Regions from separate parts of the Mus musculus genome. Here regions 1 and 3 are each linked to region 2. A link is a contact called in public HiChIP or PLAC-seq data. All regions are on one chromosome and are shown on one strand. The core of a region is the stretch at or near the end of the contact, and the rest is flanking DNA. Distances in the headings are between cores, read along the strand shown. Region 1 has its middle 15 kb from the start of Gm32362. Region 2 holds the start of 2300002M23Rik (RIKEN cDNA 2300002M23 gene). Region 3 overlaps Ddr1 (discoidin domain receptor family, member 1).

The links. HiChIP or PLAC-seq counts read pairs in DNA pulled down with a chosen protein or histone mark.
Region 1: a contact with region 2 is called in an H3K27ac HiChIP or PLAC-seq map of embryonic stem cells, with 9 read pairs. The contact joins the enhancer-like site here to the promoter of 2300002M23Rik in region 2. A contact is called at or near these places in 4 of 39 promoter capture datasets (cranial neural crest, frontonasal cranial neural crest and liver), 2 of 15 datasets of contacts at CTCF or cohesin (both in embryonic stem cells), 22 of 484 Hi-C or Micro-C datasets (the G1E-ER4 cell line, the HL-1 cell line, cerebellar granule neurons and 8 more), 8 of 115 datasets of contacts at active chromatin or transcription factors (embryonic stem cells, epiblast stem cells and pancreatic cancer cells) and 3 of 9 other capture datasets (adipose tissue, liver and pancreatic islet).
Region 3: a contact with region 2 is called in an H3K27ac HiChIP or PLAC-seq map of embryonic stem cells, with 7 read pairs. The contact joins the enhancer-like site here to the promoter of 2300002M23Rik in region 2. A contact is called at or near these places in 11 of 39 promoter capture datasets (the 3T3-L1 cell line, 3T3-L1-derived adipocytes, the SN4741 cell line and 6 more), 1 of 15 datasets of contacts at CTCF or cohesin (the NIH/3T3 cell line), 1 of 484 Hi-C or Micro-C datasets (embryonic stem cells), 7 of 115 datasets of contacts at active chromatin or transcription factors (the NIH/3T3 cell line, embryonic stem cells, extraembryonic endoderm stem cells and 2 more) and 4 of 9 other capture datasets (adipose tissue, liver, macrophages and 1 more).

The regions. Positions count from the first base shown.
Region 1 is chr17:35,488,390-35,492,283 of GRCm38.p6, forward strand. No RefSeq gene overlaps it. Among named protein-coding and RNA genes, the nearest start is that of Gm32362, 15 kb to the right of the region's middle. Within about 2 kb of position 2,177, at least 22 of the 459 cell types and tissues checked have an H3K27ac peak or open chromatin away from gene starts, as enhancers often do. A contact at or near this core is called in embryonic stem cells and epiblast stem cells, where this site is marked.
Region 2 is chr17:35,565,607-35,569,654 of GRCm38.p6, forward strand. 2300002M23Rik (RIKEN cDNA 2300002M23 gene) reads left to right here and starts at 1,879. Exons shown (of 2, transcript NM_175148.3): 1 at 1,879-2,014; 2 at 2,228-3,339. The coding sequence starts at 1,948. The coding sequence ends at 3,210.
Region 3 is chr17:35,678,397-35,682,170 of GRCm38.p6, forward strand. It overlaps Ddr1 (discoidin domain receptor family, member 1), which reads right to left. Exons shown (of 18, transcript NM_001198833.1): 18 at 3,171-3,774. Among named protein-coding and RNA genes, the nearest start is that of Gtf2h4, 6.5 kb to the left of the region's middle. Within about 2 kb of position 2,470, at least 13 of the 459 cell types and tissues checked have an H3K27ac peak or open chromatin away from gene starts, as enhancers often do. A contact at or near this core is called in embryonic stem cells, where this site is marked.

The DNA.
Region 1 (3,894 bases), core at 927-3,426, 77 kb before region 2:
CTGAACAGGAGATAAGGTATTTCAGCCTGTCTCAAAGGTTTATTTCTGAGCTCAGATGGCCGGCGTAACGCCTATGGCCAACAGATATGCAGGGGGAAAGACCCTTCTGGAAGCAGAAGTGAGAGGTCATAAAAGAGCCTGTGGCTTCACACCATCCATAAAAATACCCTCTGAGCCTGAGTCAGCCATCAAACAAGATAATTATCCTTCTCTCTTTCTCAAAATACTGTATTCTCTCTTTTTACTGGGGGGAGGGGGGAGGGGAGACACAGTTTCTCTGTGTAGCCCTGGCTGTCCTAGAACTCACTCTGTAGACCAGGCTGCCCTTGAACTCAGAAATCTGCCTGCCTCTGCCTCCCGAGTGCTGGGATTAAAGGAGTGCGCCACCACGCCAGCTCACCTTTTTTGGGTTAGGCTCCCAGGATCTGTCTCTGCCCTGTGTTGAGATGGCAGGCAGATACAGCCCTGCCCAACTTTTATGTGGTTGCCCGGGGTGTGGGAATGGGGGGGGGAATCTAACTCAACTCCTTTTGTGTTTACAGAAACCCTTCTTAGGAGTGAGCCAACTCCCTACCTCCTTCTTGTTCTGCTTGTCAGCCCGGGATCCCAGGCCACAGGACTAGTGCTGCCATAACTCCCTCCCGTGACTCTTCCCATGTTTAATTAACCTAACCTAACAGCTATGCCTGGAGGCCTAGCCTAATCAAGATAACCCTTAGCTGGCAGGCTCAGAGCTCCTTTCCCAGCCCAGGTCATACTAGATCCTGTCATGTTGACATCTTTCTTTCTTTCTTTCTTTCTTCCTTCCTTCCTTCCTTCCTTCCTTCCTTCCTTCCTTCCTTTCTTTCTTTCTTTCTTTCTTTCTTTCTTTCTTTCTTTCTTTCTTTTTGGTTTTTCGAGACAAGGTTTCTCTGTGTAGCTCTGGCTGTCCTGGAACTCTGTAGACCAGGCTGATCTCCAACTCAGAAATCTGCCTGCCTCTGCCTCCCGAGTGCTGGGATTAAAGGCATGCACCACCACGCCCGGCTTTTCTTTCTTTCTTTTTTTTTTTTTTTTAATTAAAAAAAAAGATTTATTTATTATTATATCTAAGTACACTGTAGCTGTCTTCAAATGCACCAGAAGAGGGCATCAGATCTCATTAAGGATGGTCGTGAGACACCATGTGGTTGCTGGGGTTTGAACTCAGGACCTTCGGAAAAGCAGTTGGTGTTCTTAACCACTGAGCCATCTCTCCAGCCCAACATCTTTCTTTCTTACAACTTGAAATGTAGACCAGGCTATACTCAGACTCTCATTGATCTGCTTGCCTCTGCTTCCCAGAGTGCTCAATCTACAGTCAGACATGCACCAGCATGCCTGGAGCCGATTAGGGTAAACCATCACAGTGGGTGACAACAAGTCAGCCTGAGGTACATGAGTGGGACCAGAGCTCTTCCTACGGCCCACAGTGTCTCACACCACCTCTAACTTCAAATCCAGGATATTGGATACCTCTGACTCCTGGGGACCCCTGCACTCAGGTGTACAATCTCACATGGAAACACACACCTAGGGGCTGGAGAGATGGCTTAGCAGTTAAGAGCACTGACTGCTCTTCCAGAGGTCCTGAGTCCAATTCCCAGCAACCACATGGTGGCTCACAACCATTTGTAATGGGATCGGATGCTCTCTTCTGGTGTGTCTGAATAGAGCTACAGTCTACTCATATACATAAAATAAATAAATCTTAAAAAAGAAAAAAGAAGAAAAAGAGACGACTACACAGAGAAACCCTGTCTCAAAAAACAAAAACAAAAAAGGTGAGCTTCAGCTTCAGGGAACCTGTCTCTGTATTGGGCTTTTGGGGGCTCTCCATGTCCTGTGTCCCCACTCCCTCTGACTTCTTTGTCCTGGGAAGCTGTCCTTTGCTGCTGGGGTCCCGAAGGTTTATGCCAGGTACAGGAGAGAAGATGCACTAGGTGCCCAGCATTCAGTCTGACTCGCTCTTGGCAGAAGTGAAGCCAGGGGCTGCCGGGCACCACGTGAGTATAGTGTCCACTGTCTCTACTTGCAGTTCTGCTGAGTCCCAACCCAGGCTGCACCAGACCCAGCTTCACAGGACAGGCTGTGTGCACCACAGCTGCTACCATTGGTCCCCATTCACAAAGCGCTAATGACTTAAGGGCTCAAATGTGCTCCATTGTGTAGAAAGCTTGCCCTTCCGGAGAACAATGCCCTTCCCTATTCTGCAGCCTTTATACAGCCCTGTGAGCCTTCCAGGAGCCCAGGTAAGACAGGGTCCCCCAGAGACTGGTTGCCTCTCAGAGGCAGATTGATGGTACATCTACAATGAATTCCACACCTGTCGTGATGGTTTGTGATTTAAGTAGGGTCTGGGTATGTCGCCAAGCTGACCTAGAACTGGAAATCCTCCTGCCTTCAGCCTCTGAAGTGATGGAGCCACTAGTGTGAGCAATCTTACCTGCCCTCTAATACCTTTGACTCTCTAATTTATCCTCTCCCAACAGTTCCGTTTGGAAAGAGGTGGACAGAGAAATGAGGTTTCTATGAAACTGACTTTCTAATACCTGCTTCCTACTTGATTTAAGGGTCAGGAAGATAAATGAGTCGTGATCTTGGAGGCTGTCTCCTGTTGGAGAACTGCTAAGCAGATCCATAAAATCTATATGCTGAGGCAGCAGACTGTATAGCAGCCTGGGATCCTCTCTCGGGGTGGGAGAGAGAATTAATTCTGCCTTGGAAGCAGACAGGCTTGACTGAGAAAGATACCAGTGGAGGGCTCTCCAGGCAACAGGAAGCCAGAAAGCCAGGCTCTGCAAACACAGGAGAGGCCAGAGTAGAGAAGAACTGCAGAGTCCTCCCCTAAGATACTTTGTAACATTTACCAAGGAGCTATGTTCTCCTAGAATGTTTAATTTCTGGTCTACAGATAAGCAAAAGGAGTTCAGAAATACTTTTGATTCTTAGCCGGGCAGTGGTATGCCTTTAAACCCTGCACCCAGGAGGCCAAGGCAAGTAGATCTCTGTGAGTTTGTAGGCTACCCTGGTCTACAAAATGAGTTCCAGGACATCCAGAGCCACACAGAGATACCCTACATTGAAAAATAATCTTTGTTTTGAAATCTGTTTTTGTTTTTGTTTATTTTTTGTTTGGTTTGTTTTTTTTGTTTTGATTGGTTTTTTTTGTATTTTGTTTTTGTTTTTTGTGGGTTTTTTTGTTTTGTTTTGTTTTTTTGTTTTTTTTTGGTTTTTTGAGACAGGGTTTCTCTGTATAACCCTGGCTGTCCTGGAACTCCCGGTATAGACCAGGCTTGCCTGGAACTCAGAAATCTGCCTGCCTCTGCCCCCAAGTGCTGGGATTAAAGGCATGTGCCACTACTGCCTGGCGTAAATTTTTTTAGATTAATTTTATGTATGTGAGGGATGTGTGTGTGTGTGTGTTGATTGCTTTTGTTTTTGTTTTACCTGTTTGTATATATGTGCACAGTACCTAAGGAAGTCAGAAGAAAGCAACAGACCCCCCCTGGAACTGAAGTTGCAGATGGTTCTGAGCTACCACAAGGATGCTGGGAACTGAAACTGAGTCCTCTGCAAGATGCTGAGATATCTTTCCAGCCCCTGGCTTAGAAGTTTTCCCAGAAATCCACGCTACTAGCACTGGATGAGAGATGTCTATCTATCTAGTTCTTTTAATAAATCCTAGGCAGGTGCCTTGGGTTTCCACAGCAGCCAAGCCTTGAAACTGACTCTTATTACAGGAAGTGGGATGATCCTCTGAAGGATTGCTGTTGGAAAGTACTAGGAGGTGAGTTCAAGAAAGGTCCTCTGTGCCAGGTGTGGTAGAGCATGCCTTTAATCCCAGCATTTGGGAGGCAGAGGCAGGCAGATTTC
Region 2 (4,048 bases), core at 629-3,128:
CCGAAACTCTTGTCTCTAGCTGAATATGTATCAAAAGATGGCCTAGTCGGCCATCACTGCAAAGAGAGGCCCATTGGACTTGCAAACTTTATATGCCCCAGTACAGGGGAACCCCAGGGCCAAAAAGGGGGAGTGGGTGGGTAGGGAATTGGGGGGGTGGGTATGGGGGACTTTTGGGATAGCATTTAAAATATAAACGAGGAAAATACCTAATTAAAAAAAAAAACAAAAAACTGGTAACCGGATTGGAGTAATGTGACATGACTCAACCCATGGAAACAGGTCTCTAAAGATACACCAAATTGGGTAATATTGTATGTAATTCTTATCCTAGAAACCAGACTTATAAAAGATAGGATTTAGGGCAGTGTCTGTCTCTTGGAGGTATTGGAGGCTGCACCGTCTTGCGTTCGTGTGCAGGAATGGGCAGCCAAACATTGTCGCATGGAGGTGCTTTACCTGGTGTTTTTTGGAGAGACTGGGTTGTTAGAGGTTGAGCTTTGCTTTCCAAAGTTCTTGCGTGTTCTGGGCCGCCATCTCAGAATGACTCAGGCTCCCTAACTGCAGTTCAAAAGTAGGGAGACACTTAAAAACCTTGTAACGTGAAAGTCATGCTTTTGGTGTTGATTTTAAAGAAACGGATTGTTTACACTATTAAAATTAGGTTTTGCTTGCCAAAATTGTGGTTGTGCTCCTGTGTTATAAGAGAGACTTAAAAATTATGGTTAAACTGCCAGTGTTCCATTGGCTGCAGCTTGTAGTTCGAGCACAGGCTCAGGATTCTAACTAGCACATATTTGTAATTAAGAAAAAAATCCGGCAGATTGAGATTGTTGCAGGATTTGAGAAAGGTTAATAAAACTATGGAGCTTGTAGGGGCATTGCAGTCTGGCCTGCCTACTCCACACAGAATTATGATGGGTTTGGAGGATTGTTCTTTATTCCTTTGCATCCTGATGATGTAAAGGGTTTGCTTTTAGTTAGTTTGTAGTTTTAAAGAGCCCATGAAGCGATGTCATTGGAAAGTTTTGCCTCAAGGAATGACTAATAGCCATCCATACTTTATGTAAAAAATTTTTGTCGCTGCTTCAATACAAGAAGTTAGGACTTGGGAATTTTTCGGTGTATAGTATTCATATGTAGATGGTATTTTATTAGCTGATCCCTCTGATGGAATTTTACTACAAGGCTTTGCTCTTATACAATGAGCTTTAACATTTTGGAGTAGTTGTTGCTCCAGAAAAGATTCAAGGGCAAATTCTTTTTTTCAATATTTGGAACATAAGTTACAGCCTGAACAAATTGCAGCACAGAAAATTCAAGTAAGAAAAAATAATTTAGTTACTCTAAATGATTTTCGAAGGTTGTTAAGAGACATTAATCAGCTAAGACCTCATCTTAAGCTTACTACAGGAGAACTTAAACCTCTGCTTGGTACCCTCAAGGGGGATGCAAGTCCTAAGTCCCCTCTGACAATGAACTGATGAGGGACGAATAGCTGACTAGCTTCCCAGAAAGTGGAGGAGGCTATTAGTCAATGACAGATACATTATATAGGCTATGATCAATTGATACATTATATAGACTATGATCATTTGATACATTATATAGACTATGATCAATTGTTGGCTGTTTGCATGCCAACAATTGATCATAGTCTATATAATGGTAGAGCATTATAGAGCACCCGGGTGCTCTATAATGGTAGAGCACCTGGGTGAGGAAGGGGCAGGGAGTACCAGGAAGTAGCCAGGTGAGGAACACCCAGTTCCTCAGGAACTTTCAAGTGACACCTGTTGCCACAGACCGAATCAAGAATGAGGGTGGACTGGGCAGATTCATTGTCTCTATAACCACTGTTCCCAGACTGTTTCTGCTGTCCTCCACCCGACCAACAGGATAAAGGCTGCTCTCTTGGGGCCCAGGCAGAAGCAGGAGCTGAGCAAGATGCAGAGCCACGCAGGTGGGAGCCGGGCTCCCCTGGGCTTGCTCCTGATCTGTCTGTGCCTGCCAGGTATGCAGGGTACTGGGGTCCTTGGGAACAGGAATTAAGGGAGAAGGTGAAGGTAGGAGTGTGCACAGTTTTGGAAGGTTGTGCATTTAGGTTCCCGAGGGAAGTGGGGAGTGCCAGTACAGAATCAGGCATTCAGCGAAGGGGCCAGCGAGTCAAAAGAGTAGCGGGCACCAAATCTGACCCATTGGCTGCTTTCTCTTCCGTTTCCTTCAGGTCTTTTTGCACGGAGCACTGGGGCACCAGAGGAGAAAGCCTCCCCACATTCGGGACAACCTTCCTTCACCAGCCTCCTTAACCCTGGACAGCCTCAGCCCAAGCCAGACCCTGTGAATAATGAGTTACTAGGAGTTCTTCCCAGGCTCAGCGAATCTCCACAAGATGGTGCTCTACCTGAGGGCGGCTCTGAGGTGCCCAACGGGCCTCCCTTCTGGGGGCCGCCCCCCATGGAGTCCTGGCCCTCAGAGGACCCTCAGCAAGGGATGGCTGCTGTTGCTGAGGACCAGTTAGAGCAAATGCTGCCAGAAGCCCTGCCATACCTTTCCAGAGGCGGTCGTCTGCCTGAGGCTTCCTCTGCACGGCTCAGGCAACCTTCACTAGCGGCTTCCTACCCTCAGGACTCCGAGGCTGGACTGCAGCCTGGTTCCAGTTCACTGGAAACTGAGGCAGAAGCCTTTGCTCGGAGCCCATTCTGGTTTCTCATCCACAAGCTTCTGCCTGGCTCATCTGGGAGGATCCTAAGGCCTGGAACATCCTGGGGAAGTGGAGGGGCTGGAACTGGGTGGGGAACAAGACCCATGCCATATCCTTCTGGAATATGGGGTAGCAATGGTTTAGTATCAGGTACTAGTTTGGGGGGTAGGGGTCCTTACCCAGTAAGAATCTGGGGGAGAAATGGTTGGTACCCATTAAGGATCTTGGGGGGTAATGGTCGGTACCCCCCAGTAGGGACCTGGGGGGGTTATGGTCAGTACCCCCCAGTAGGGACCTGGGGCGGTTATGGTCAGTACCCCCCAGTAGGGCCCTGGGGCGGTTATGGTCAGTACCCCCCAGTAGGGACCTGGGGGGCCAATTGCCAGTATCCAGCAGGCAGCCGGAGGCCCAATTGTCGATATCCAGCAGGTAGCTGGGGAACTAAAGGTCAGAATCGGCTTCCCCCAGGAGCCAAACGTCCTGGCTCTTCTGGGATCACCCCCTAATCTCACAACTGGTTTGCAGCGGGGTTAGGGCTCAGTTGGGCCCAGTCACGTGGTTTCTCCTTCTCTTTCCATTTTTAAAGCCTCCTCTGTCGACCAGAGCTGGTCGCCAATAAATACAAGCAGTTCTTGAAATCGATTTCTCTCCGCGTCAGTTTCTGGTTGTACCGGTAGTGTACCTGGGGCCTCCTCTTTTTCTAACCACCCCTATGCCTCTCTAGGGTTCCCTGTACATGCCATCTTGTTGTCCTCATCTTTTGGGGAAGAAAGATCAAAGCCCAGGAATTTGAAGGTGGGCTGACTCCATGCTTTCACCACTGTCCAGGTGGCAGAGTTGGTTCCCATGAGGCTGGAGAGGCAGGACGGTCGGAAATTTTGAGAGACCACCTGTGGCAGGAGGGAGGGAGCAAGGAAGTGCACCAAGCAGGCACCAGGCCAGGAGGGACAAATGCCTTTGCATTCACAGAACCCAGGGCTAGGGGAGGTCGTGTGACCTATGCTTTCTTTTATTCCCAGATGCTCTTCTGGGAAACGGAGGGTGAGTCAATCTCCTCCCGCACGCACCACTTAGCGCTTTATGCGCAGTCACAGACTTTGAACATTTGCCTACTAAGAGAAAAGAGGAGAGAAAAGAGAAGGCTGCGTCTCGCAGCCAGCAGCCCCACAGCCGCTTCGCGCCGCTTTGTTCTCACGGGCTTACACAGCCCCTTCCTTTGGTTGAACTGTGGTCTCTCCCTCCACCCTCTGGTTTCCCGAGGAGCTCAGCATCCTGGCACAAGATGGGAGTGAGGGCAGCGGCGGTGGGGTGGGGGGTGGGGGGAGGGTGGAGCTTCAGAGGTGA
Region 3 (3,774 bases), core at 1,220-3,719, 110 kb after region 2:
CAGAGGCCAGCCTGAACTACAGAGCAAGCTCCAGGATGGCCAGTGCTACACAGAGAAACCCTGTGAAAAACCACACCAAACCAAACCAAATCTGATCTTGCTGCCTGGTCTCCTGTCCTAGGATTACAGGTGCACACCACCACACCCAGCCCTAACTTCCACTTCTTCTTTTAAATTATTATCTTTAAATTAATTTATTTTAACTTTTACTTCTTTAGTCTTTTTGCTTATTTTTTTATTTTATTTTAAATTAGTTATTTACGTATATGAGTACACTCTAGCTGTCTTCAGACACACCAGAAGAGGGCATCGGATCCCATTACAGATGGTTGTGAGCCACCATGTGGTTGCTGGGAGTTGAACTCAGGACCTCTGGAAGGGCAGTCAGTGCTCTTAACCCTGAGCCATCTCTCCAACATGTATTTTTATTTTATATATGAATATTTTGTCTGTAGGTATATATATGAACTACGTAATTGGTGCCTAAGGAAGTCAAACCACCCACCTCCCCCCAGACCTGGAGTAATGAATGGATGGTTGTGAGCTGCCACATCAGTGTTGGGAACCGAACCTGGGTCCTCTTGAAAAGCAGCCAATGTGCTCTTAACCACTGAGCAATCTCTCCAGCCCATGGCTTTTTAAATTCCATCGATACTTTTATGTTAGCCTTTTAGACATTTGATGTCTTTTTTCCCCCAATGATCTGAGCCCTGTGTTCCAAAAATTAGCCATTTTGCAGCTTATAATCCAATAGTCAAAGAAACATATTGGTTTTTTTTGTTTGTTTGTTTTTCGAGACAGAGTTTTTCTGTGTAGCCCTGGCTGTCCTGGAACTCACTTTGTAGACCAGGCTGGCCTCAAACTCAGAAATCCGCCTGCCTCTGCCTCCCAAGCGCCGGGATTAAAGGCGTGCACCACCACGCTCGGCTCAAAGAAACATATTGTAAAGACACATACCCAAAACATGTGAAATTGCACATATAACTGAGCAAAGCAGAGATTGCTGGGCTGAAGAGCATCACTGGGGTTTGGCCTGACCAGAGGAGACTGATGAAGGGCTAGCAGCAGCTAACAAAGCAGACCCCAGGGAATACTATTGCAGGGGACAAAACCATGCTACAAAGGCCATACATATGCCAGGAAGGTCTGCGGCCCTTAGAGCACTTAGAGGAAGTGCTGTGGTTGGTATACACAGGAGAATGGTACTGCATAGGACGTAGGAACCAGCCAGCCTCAGACAAGGTTTTGTTCCTAAAAGGTCAACCAGAAGTGGACTTGGTGGAACACACTTCTAATTTAAGCATTCAGGAGACTGGAGACAGGAGGAGTGAGGTCCTAACTCAAAGCAAACAACTGCTGGGCATGGTGGCCCACACCTTTAATTCCTGCATACATAAAGCAGAGTAAGGTAGATCTCTGAGTTCAGTGGCAACCTGATCTACATAGGGAGCCAGGCCAGCCTAGGCTACACAGTGAGACCTTGTCTGAAAACAAAAAAAAATAAAGATCCCAAGGAGGGAGTGAGGGGGAGACTGGGAGTATATAGCTCAGTGGTAGAGTGTTTGCTTAGCATGTACAAGGTCCTGGGTTCAATCCCCCATCATACATACATACATATAAAATAAGAAAAATGTAATACAAAATTTTACAGGTGGTGGCTAGATGGCAGCAGTTGCCACCACGTCTGAGTCTTATACCCAGGACACGCATGATGGAAAGAGACCACCAACTTCTGCAGGTTGTTCTCTAACCTCCACATGCACACACCGTGGCACGTGCACACACACTAAATGAATAAATGTAATAATTTTTAAAATAAAAAATACAGAGGACCAGGTGTGGTGTTGTGAGCCTCTAATTCCAGCACCTGGGAAGCGAAGGCAGGAGAATCACTTCCAGGTTATGCAAGATGAGATAGACAAGTCTGGGCTTTGTTAAGACCCAGTCTCAGAGCAAGGTCTCCATGGTTGCAGAACCAAAGACAAACCAGAAAGGGTCAGAACAGTCCTGGCTTACTAGCTAGGAGACTACAGTGTTGTAGTATGTGCCAGGGCAAGCGGAGATGTGGAGAAAGAATGGAGATCTGTGGGGCTGTAGGGATGGCTCAGCGGTTAAGAGCACTGGCTGCTCTTCCAGAGGTCATGAGTCCGATTCCCAGCAACCACATGGTGGATCCACAATGCCCTCTTCACATAAAATAAATAAATACATCTTAGAAAAAGAAAAAAGAGAGATCTGGCAAGCAGACCTGTGAGCTTCATGCTGGACTCTGCAGCAAGGATCCAGGATGATACAGGTGCTGCTGAGTGGATGCTGCCACCATCCTGGGAGAGGGGCAGGTTTGGACCTGCTCACACTGAACATCACAAGAACCTAGAGTTACGTCGCTCTAATGCTTAGAGCAAGTCTGGGCAGAGCTCGGGGAACTGTGGCTCCCTGCCCGGGACTCCACTGCTTATTATTCTAACGTCTGACCTCTGAACTCTAGCCCATCAATGTCGGCCTTAATCTGAAGGCAGTCTGACCTATGTAGCTTTAGCAAGGCTGCTAGATTTGTGGCCTGGCCCCTGAGAGCCCATTAATTCCATCTCAGATTGAATTTACCTTTTCCGTCCTCCTCATTATCCATTTGACTGACTTTGTGAATATCATCAACCAAAACCCCAGGGTCCTTATTTCATGGGAACGGCTACGAAGATGGAGCTGTTTCCTTCAAGCCCGCCATGGGATTGTTTTTGTCTTTTGGTTTTTTGTTTACCACCCAAAGTGAACTCTTTGAGGCCTTCACACTGGCTGCAGCTTGCTCCTACAGGCTCATTGGTGTGCCTTTCACCCAGGTGTCTCATACTTTCAAAACCTAACTCGGAGATCACCTGGGTCTCCCAGCCCTCAGAATCCTAGAATTTGGACAAGCAGAACAAGAACCCACACCTCCATTTTTAATAACTAGCACTGCCCTTTATGATGAGCCAGAACAGAATTCCCAATGGCTTCCATGGCACCTTTGACCTGCCACCAAAGGACACCACTATTCACATTCCCCGTGTAGAGCACCTGAGTGGCTCTCATGGCCCAACTGGCAACAGGTCTGGATTATGCGATGATAGACCCACACTGGACCACAGCCAGGAGGCAGGTATTACCCAAACCCCAGGAAATACACCCACAGCTGTGGAAAAACAAAAAACAAAAAACAACTCAACTTTTATTATTACCTGCCTAGGACAGGGGATTAAAATCGCCTTAAGCTAGGTCCATATATTAGTGTAAAAATCTGTGTTTCTCTCCCCCCAAAAAATGTACAAACCCCGCGTGATTATAGAAAAACCAATGTGGTAGCTACAATAGAAATCCCCACCCCCAGCCTCAAGCTATTGCTCCCTCTGTTCCCCATCCTAATATTTACTCCACAGAAACATAGAGGCTTTGCGAAGTTCTAGCTGCAGCATGGCAGGTGAGAAGGAGGGGTGTGTGACTGAGGATCAACGGCAGGGATCGCCCCCAGGTCCAGTGTGTCAGGGGGCGGAACAGAAGGAAGCCAGGGCTGAGGACCGCTGTAGGGGTTGGCCGTCCTTGTCCCCCTCACCCCTCTAATTCTCAGCTGGCGGCGTCCAGTGTGTGACAAGAAGAAAGCTGGGGGGCACCGTCACCTCCCAGGAACCAGTGTTGTCCAGTGGGCCTTGTCCAGTGTACGCCCAGCATTTGCCCCCGTTCTTCCCCAAGGGGATAGCTGGAAGAAGTCAGGCAGGATCCCAACCACAGGGCCAGCTGGGA